Regions from separate parts of the Canis lupus genome. Here region 1 is linked to region 2. Evidence: chromatin contacts called from public Hi-C data. All regions are on one chromosome and are shown on one strand. Each heading gives the region's core, a stretch centred on a gene start, on an enhancer-like site or on the middle of the called end of the contact. The rest is flanking DNA. Distances are from core to core; before and after follow the strand shown.

What was found. Hi-C and Micro-C count contacts between places; a contact is called where the count stands out from the background.
Region 1: a contact with region 2 is called in a Hi-C map of blood, with 7 times the contacts expected there. The contact joins two enhancer-like sites. A contact is called at or near these places in 2 of 9 Hi-C or Micro-C datasets (blood and skin fibroblasts).

The regions. Positions count from the first base shown.
Region 1 is chr34:20,908,825-20,912,923 of UU_Cfam_GSD_1.0, reverse strand. The region is part of intron 3 of LOC478670 (lipoma-preferred partner); the gene reads right to left. It overlaps LOC111093965 (a long non-coding RNA gene), which reads left to right. Exons shown (of 6, transcript XR_005383901.1): 4 at 1,162-1,302. Among named protein-coding and RNA genes, the nearest start is that of MIR28, 250 kb to the left of the region's middle. Within about 2 kb of position 1,368, at least 2 of the 20 cell types and tissues checked have an H3K27ac peak or open chromatin away from gene starts, as enhancers often do.
Region 2 is chr34:20,309,173-20,313,406 of UU_Cfam_GSD_1.0, reverse strand. No RefSeq gene overlaps it. Among named protein-coding and RNA genes, the nearest start is that of BCL6, 4.3 kb to the right of the region's middle. Within about 2 kb of position 2,791, at least 10 of the 20 cell types and tissues checked have an H3K27ac peak or open chromatin away from gene starts, as enhancers often do.

The DNA of each region.
Region 1 (4,099 bases), core at 119-2,618, 600 kb before region 2:
GTGACCACATTGCCATAGTTGCTTTTCTGTTATTGTTGTTGTTGTTGTTGTTGTTTTGCTTGGAGGACAGGTGCTTATAGCTTTAAGTACTAACTAAACTCTGGCTAGAGATTATAAATGTGACTAAGAGATATGCCCACATTTTCTGAAGGCAGATTTCAAATCAAAGGTAAAGGTAAACTTTCAAAACACATCAGAGCTGTCCAAAGACGATGGTATATCAGTGATTAGTATCAGGTAAGAGAGTGGGCCACCTCAGTACTTTCTGAAACTTGAGAAGGGTTCCCCAAAAAGGGTGCCAGTCCCAGACCAATGATATTAGAATATCTGAGAATGAGGCCCAAGCCTTGGTAATTTTTGGAGGTCCCAGATGACTAGTAAGTGTAGTGAGGGTAGAGAATCATTGAGAGACATCTAAAGCCCCTTGTCCCCTGCAACACGGCACTGGCTGTATTCTCAGAAGTGTGCAGACTTGACACCCTAAAGTAAAAGGGAAGGGACCCTGGCATACCCTTTCCACATGAGCAATGTCCTCAAGGAGAAAAGCAAACGAGCTAGAATACTAGCTTGTAATAAGCAAGTTCCAAGCTCTACGATGAGTTCTATGAGGGAGAGAGGCTAGAGCTACCAAGAACACACTGGATGGAGACAGAGCAAAGGGGACATGCACTTGGAATTCCAGAGATCACTATGGCTCTGCATGGAATAACCATATGGATTAAGATACCCATTTTGGGTTGTTAGGACTACTTGTTCATTTTCATTCATTCATTCATTTATTCATTCATTCATTCCCCAGAACATTCCTGGTTATATTCTTACCTCTTCTAACACTGCATTCAGGTTAATGAGATGTTTGCTAAATTCATTGGGATTTTGGGAAGACTGGTAGGAGACAGTACTTAGCAAACTTCTTGTATCAAGGGAAAAGCTGTGGCTTTCAGTACTGAACATAGTTCTACCCAAGGCATAAAAGCAAAAGACAGACATATGAAATAAGCTCGGGGGCCCCCACAAAACTTCTATGATTTCCAAGTACCATAATATGCTAACACTAGAAAACAGACTATTTTTAGTACTTGAGGTTGTTTTTGAACATCACCATACTTGAACCTTGCTGGGTTTTTTTTGTTTTTTGTTTTTCGTTTTTTTTCCTACTAGAGCTTTTCCATTCCTTCAAAATTACTGAGGATCACTGACCAAGATTGCCCATGGCAAAAGAGAACAGTGGTAATAAGGTTGGCAGAACCCAGGAAAGGAAAAGTCCACCTCTACCCTCCAGTGGCCTAGCGGAAGAGAAAGGTAAATGGGGAATAGATTGGTCAAGGCCAGAGTGAAAGCTGGCATTAACCCCAAGAGAAAAATGCAGAAGTTCTGATTCTCAGCCGTATTACAAACCACCAGCCATTCTCACTTCCCCTGCCAGCAGAGCTGACTTTTGCCAGCGAGGGAAGAACTAGTTTCACAAACAATTATCTCAATAAGAAATAAGGGTGGGGTACAAAGGGACCATAACCATAGTAAATTGCTTTTTGACTATAAGATCACTGTCAGGCTTTAAAAAGAAATTGATTTGTTCCTTGAACATTTTACTAGACCAGTTTATAATAACAAAATCAAGCTGGTAATTATTGGTTGGACTGATGTAGCTGAACCTTCTGTTCCAGAGCACAAAAAGCTTCAGAGAACAGAGAGGCAAAGTTGACCTGAACAGTTAACTTTCAAAATATAAAAGCTGCCATAAGAGCCACCACAAATGAGCCAGGGCAGAAAAGCAAGAGGGGATTTTCTACAGCCATTAATTGCCATATTACCATTATTATCATTATATAATACAGTACCATATGCAGAGCATTAAATAATAGTGTACTTTCCAAAGAGACTCTGGCCAACTGGGTTAGGCAATGGCCTCCTTGAATCAAAACCTATTGCTCCTTGAGGCTTGCATAGCTGTCTTGATTAGACACAGCGGCAGGCTCCAGTTGAAGGGACGATTCTTCTTTTCTGAAGGGAGGTAGAATAGAGTAATTGCCAGATGTTTGCAATTTTAGCTATAAAAAGATGGCTGCTTTCCATTCCTGAGTATGTTGAATCTTTTTTTTTTTTTCCTTTCTACCCAAGCTATTGTGGTTCACTAAAATAGGCCACTGCACTGATGAATCATCATTCAAAACTGCAATAATGGAAGCAGAACAAATATGACATTTTAAAATCACATATAAGAGGAATAAGTAAAAATGTATGGGTAATAGTTCTATGCTAAGCAACAGAAAACATGCTGCAGTATAAAGAACCTGATTTTGGTTCAGAAGAGTTATTCTTGCATCTCTTCTTGACTACCGTCTACCTGTAAGACCAGGTACAACCAATCTTAACATGGAGACTTGATGTCGACAACTACTAAATGGGGTCACTCTCCCTGCCTGGCATCCCTCTCAGAGGAAAGAACTCATGCCTTATCCATCTCCATACTGTGCTTTGCATATGTACTGCCCAGAGGAGATGTGCAAATATATATGGTAGGAAGGTATATCAAAACCATACATCATGATATAATTCCATACATGGTATATAATGTATCGTATAAGCATTATATTTTCTGATATTATTATCAGAAACACCACCACCGCCACCATCATGAAATATTTCATTCTCTCTTCAAACCGTCTCCCTTAACTCTGGTAAGAGAAAAATGGAAATCTGACTTTTATTTAATTAAGCAGCATCAATATAACTAACTGGGTTGAGACACTGGTGACCTCTTAGCCAAGGGATGTTATCTTTCGTAATGAGTGAGTTAAGCATCTCTTTGAGGATCTGATGACATATAGACCCTTTCCCTGAAAAAGACATACACATGGACCAAATGTAAATACAACTTCAGGAGACTTGCAAAATCACAAATACGAATGCCAGAGATGAATGGGAACCAAGATAAAATTTCTAATTAATGATTGTTTCCTCTAAAAATATAATTAATAGCATCTCTAAAAAATTAAATAAAATAAAAAATTCTCTCTGCCTCATTTGATGTTTTGGAAAACAAACAATTTTAAAAATTAATAAAAATCACTAGTTTAAATAGTTTGATTTATATGATGTTTATTGACATTAGTATCCGTATGATAGTACAATAATAAAAATGCTCCTTCTTAAATAGACTACAAATATGAATCTACTTTTTTTTTGTTACAACATACTTCAAGTAAAGTCTCTGAGAAATATGTTCTACAAATTCAAAATAGGACATATCAACACATCAGCAGTCAAGCAGGGAAAAAATAAGATAATCATAAAACATCAACATAGAACGAAAAAGGATAAAACTAAGGTTATTATCTTATTTCTTAAGTAACTTATTTATTTGAAAGAGAGGGAAAGAGAACATCAGCAAGGAGAAAGAGAGGGAGAGAGAATCCCAAGCAGACTCCTCATTGAACTCAAAGCCCAAAGCAGGGCTTGATCTCACAACCCTGAGATCATGACCTAAGCCAATCAAGAGTCTAAAGCTTAACTGACTACACCACCCAGGCACTCCCAAAAACTAAGATTATTTTCAAAAACAGCCAGCAAGAGTTACATTTGGACAATAATGATTTTTAAAAATCTATGGACGAAAAACTATGGATTATGACTCCCAGATCTAATATTCGTGCTTTAATTTTAATAACAGCAGCAGTAACAATAGTGGCTTCTACTGAGACAGCTATTATTTTGTATGATACTCTACCAACACATTCACTGGATTTTGAAAATGACTCTGAGATATATATTTTTAAGATATATATATATCCATATATGTTTATATATATATATATATATATATCCATATATATATGGAAATATATACACACACACACACACACATAAACAAATTGAGACATCTTAAACTAGTTAGCCAAAGTTCCTAGAGAATTAGGGGTAAAATCAAACTTAAACCCAGATCTATCTGATGCTGGAATCTCCGTGCTTAAGCACTGCCTGCCCTGAGTCTTCCCTCTTGAAGCCTTCCAATTTTGTCCTGGCCCCAAGTACATTCTTCTTTCTGAGACCTCCAGGAAAATAATTATAGAACCACTTCACAGAATTTACAGCTAAT
Region 2 (4,234 bases), core at 1,542-4,041:
AGCCTTTCGGGCTGGGAGGGGAAAAAAAAAAATATCAACGTATAATACAGGAACGCAGCTCCAGAGACCGCGTTGTGGTTGCTAGAGGAGTGAGCATCGGGAAGAACGGAATTGCATCCAGTAAATTAAATGTTTTGCAGCGTTGCCTATAGAGGCGACCTCCTCCCGCTAACAGATCAAAAAAAAAAAAAAAAAAAAAAAAAAAAGCGGAGGGCAGTCGGTAGTGGAAAGCTGTGGCTGCGCGGTGCTTTTCGAACGGACTGAGTCTGCCACCTAGTGGTAAATCGTAGCCGAGTCCCCCCCCCCCTTGCCTGGGGCGGTGGACCGACCCTGTCACCTTCCAGGTCTCCAAGTATCCTGAATGCACGGGTGCTAGGGCTGACAAGAGAGGGCAGCATCCAGTGAGGATGACACGCGGCTTCCAAAACTTTGGTAAGATGGATGAAAATTTAGGAAGCCTCCAGGTGCTCGCCCTGTCCACCGAGGCTCAGAGAGGGCCATCCGCCTCCTTACGAGAACCTTTAATGAGATAACCCTTTTGAACACACCCAATCTGCCGTTTGGGCGTCTCCCAGGGTGAAGTGGGTAGTGGAGAGACACATGGGGGTGGGGGGGAACTATAGGACATAAACTCGTTACAGTTGAGGAAACAGGCGGCCTCATGAGAGGGGAGGGCCTGTTGCCCGTGCCTTAGTACCCTAACCTGGACCAGATTTTTGCCTTTCTGAGTTCCAGGTCAGTGACTTAGAGTCAAAGGCTAGTGTATCTCCGCTCCGTTGAAGTATCTAGGAGAAGGGAGCAGCAGTAGGAGAGGGCCAGGGTTTTAATGTCTCAGGTCAGCGTAGCTGGAAACAGTTCCCCAGATGCCCTGGAGAACTTTTAGAAAGTATGCCATAAGATTTTCAGTGACAGGCATGGGTGGACAGCCTGCTGTAGTGCTGAGCGGTGGGGTCCCAGGCCTTTGAGGGGTGTGTGTGGGTGTTAGTGGGTAACTAAGTCCCAGTCCCTAGACTTGCAGAGATGTACCTCGCTTCACAGGAGGAGGCTCACATTTGGCCTTCTGAAATCACCTTCTTTCCCTTCCTTCCAAACTGCTTAGTGGCTTGGCCAGAACCCAGGGCTGTGTGCATGTGCGTGTGTGTGTGTATGGGGGGGGGAGGTGTCATATGGACAGGCAGAGTGTAATCCTCGTAGAATTTGGGCCACAGCAGCTTCTTATTAAGCGAAGTTTTATCTTCTCTGAGCTCAAAACTTAGGGTGGCAAAGGCACACAGGGGTGCCGGCGACCCCTAGCGACGGCCCCGGCGCGCGCCCGCGGGAGATGCTGCGGTCCGAGGGAATCCAGTTCAGCCTCTCCCACTGCGGGAGCTGTCGGAGGCCGCGTCGGAGAAACGCGCCTCTGTTCGGGTTGGAAACGAATCTGGGGATGTGTTTGAAGAGCGGTCAAGTTTGACTCATCGCTTTCCAAGGACAGTTAGTGCCTTCCATCTTCATTAACGTGAATAAAGACCTTGGCTGACTTTCGTCCAGATCGGATTTTTAAAGGCATTGTTTGCTTGGGGACATCATGCCGCTCCCCTCCCCTGGCAGCCTTTTTGCAAGGGCGGAGCCCAGTCCAGCCTGGATGGCCGAGATAGCTTTGCCCGGGGACGTGGTTTGCGGGCATTGTCTGCCGGCTTTTTCTGGAAGGCTGTCGCGAGCCGGGGGCATGGGGAGCGTCCCTTCTGCAGCTCCTCTTCAGATCGTGATGATAAAACACATCCCTCTATTTTATTGCATTTCCTAGAAGCTTGCAGGCTTGAAAGAGCGCTGTTGGCAGGAAACGTGATAGAAATAAAGTCAGGACATAATGTCCCTGAACACCTCGGTCACCCAGAGCGACTGCCGAGGCTACCGCGTTATCAAATTCGCTTTCATGTGTTGCCGTCTCCTCTGCCCTCCCGCCCCTCGGTCAAGAGAGCGAAGAGTGTTTCACCCTTAAACCCAAAACAGCCGCGCGCTTTGACCCCCCCCCGCCCCCCCCGCCCGGCTGGACCACCGCGGCGGAACTGGAGCAGCTCGTTGGCTGAGCTGCGGCGCAGAAAGGGAGCGCGCCGGCGGGAGCCCTGATGCTGGCTGGTTTCACCACGGCAGCTCCAGCCCCATAAAATTTCTCGTTCCTGCCCCTCAGCAGTGCTTTGCACTTCCAGGTTCTCCTCTGCATTTCTCGGCGAGTTATCGGAGTTATTAGATTACCACTATAATCCAACGGCCGGCCGGGATAGAGAAGGGGCGGGGGGAAGGTGGGGCGGGGGGGGGGGGGGTTGCAAAAGGCGTTCTCCAGATCTGGAGACTGTGTCTAAAGTAGGTCAATGGGAAGGAGAGGCGGGGCTACACGGGGCTTGTCGGCTTGGAGCCTTGGTGGAGGGCTCTCCCTAGTGTTTAGCCGCGGTAAGACATGAGTAGGTTTGAGCTCCCGGAACCACGGGAGCCCTAATTTCCAATAAGTGCATGTACTTAATTTTAACTTCCCTTCCTAGATGCTCACCCCACTCCGCATTAAATCTCAACCTTCGCTTTCACCTTTATTACACCGGGCGAAGGGATGAGAAAGTCTCAAAGTGCGACTCTCTGAGGCCGCCGAGGCCCAGTCCTCACCGACCGGCCCGACCCGCCTCCGCGGCTGCCGGGATGCGCCGCGCGCTCTGACGCCCCGCGCCGGCTCGAGGACTGGACTGCGGCCTCCGGCGCTGCGTCCTTCCCGCCCCTCGCCCCGGGAGATTCCTCCCGGAGCCCACGGCCGGCGCCTGCAAGGAGAGGGTGTCCGGGGCTTAGAGCCCCAAGGCAGGCCCCGAGAGAGCGAGGCATCCTTGGAGCGCGCCCGCGCGCTGGGGTCAGCGCCCCGGCCGGCCCGCGGGAGCCTAACGGCGCCTCTACGGTTGCGGGGAAATCGGGTTCCGAAATCCCGAAACCTGGTCGGGTTCGGCCTCGCAGCTCCTTTTCTAAAGACTTGGGGGCGGAAACTGAGCCTAGCAGGGCTCCCCTACTTGCCAGCGTAGGCGGAAGGGGCTTTCGGTTTGGTTTTCCTGCGCGTCGGCCGGGCGCGCGGACGGAGACCCTCAGCGCGGGGACTCGCTGCTGCCTGACCTTGACGCCCGGCTTCACCGCCCTCTTAAAGGGGGCGGAGGCAAGCAAAAGGCAAAAATAAATACATGACTCACGAGGCGAGCAAAGGCCAGAATTGGGCAATTTTTGAAGTCATGAAATGAGCCTCAGGTTGGCCCCGAATTCCTGGGTTCTAGATGGGCTCGGCTGCTAACTTGCGCGAGTTTCCCCATTTATAAGACTGTTGCGGGGGGTGGGGGGTGGGGGGAGGGTCGGGTGAATGCAGAGAGCTGGACCCGCGCGGGCGAGGGATTTAGGGGAAAGTGCGCCTCCCCGCCCCCCCGTCCCCTCCCCTCCCCGGGTGAATCCCCGGCGGCCCTCGCGGCGCAGGCGGCGATCCTGGCGGCCGTCGGGGGCCGGCAGCTTCCTGGAAAGTTACTTCTCGTTGGAGCCGGCGATAGGCAGAGAGTGTTCTGTGAAATCCGCTGAGCGGAGATCGACTACGTTCCGGGAATGAGAGGGCTGTGCCATTCCCCTCACTAGCCCCTGCCTTGACAGCGTAACAGGAAAAAAAAAAAAAAAAAAAAAAAAAGGCACACACAATGTTAGCTACCGAAGTGCACGAAACGTTGTATTTGAATGTCACCAAATTAAGGGCTGCCACGGTCTCTCCTCGGGGCCTCCGCGGGGGCTGCGCCCGGGGGTGGGCGGTCCCTGGCGGGCAGGTACGGTAAGGTCGGGCTGCGCGAGGCCGCGGGCAGGGCTGGGGCCGTGCAGGTGTGCGGGAGGGGATGGATGGGGCCTTCGGACCGGCTCGCCCTCGCTCGTCCCCCTCTCACTTCCTCTCTTGTCTCCACCTTCTCCTGCTGCTGTCTTCTCTTCCCTCTCTGCCTTTTTCTTTTTCTTTTTTTTTTTTTTAAGAGGGAACGGTCCCTCTTTTTTTTTTTTTTTTTTCTTCTCCAACTCCTTTGGAAGACCTGCCTTCTCCTCGAGGTGCCTAATTGAAAATCCAGAGCTCCTGAAAAGGCAGCGGGGAGAAAGTGTGTGGGCGGAAAGACGACGTTTAGGTGTCGCTTGGTGGTTCCTGCGGCTGGGGGCGGGGTTGGGGTCGGGCCAGTCCAGGTCTGGGCCCTTGCACTTGTCAATTCTC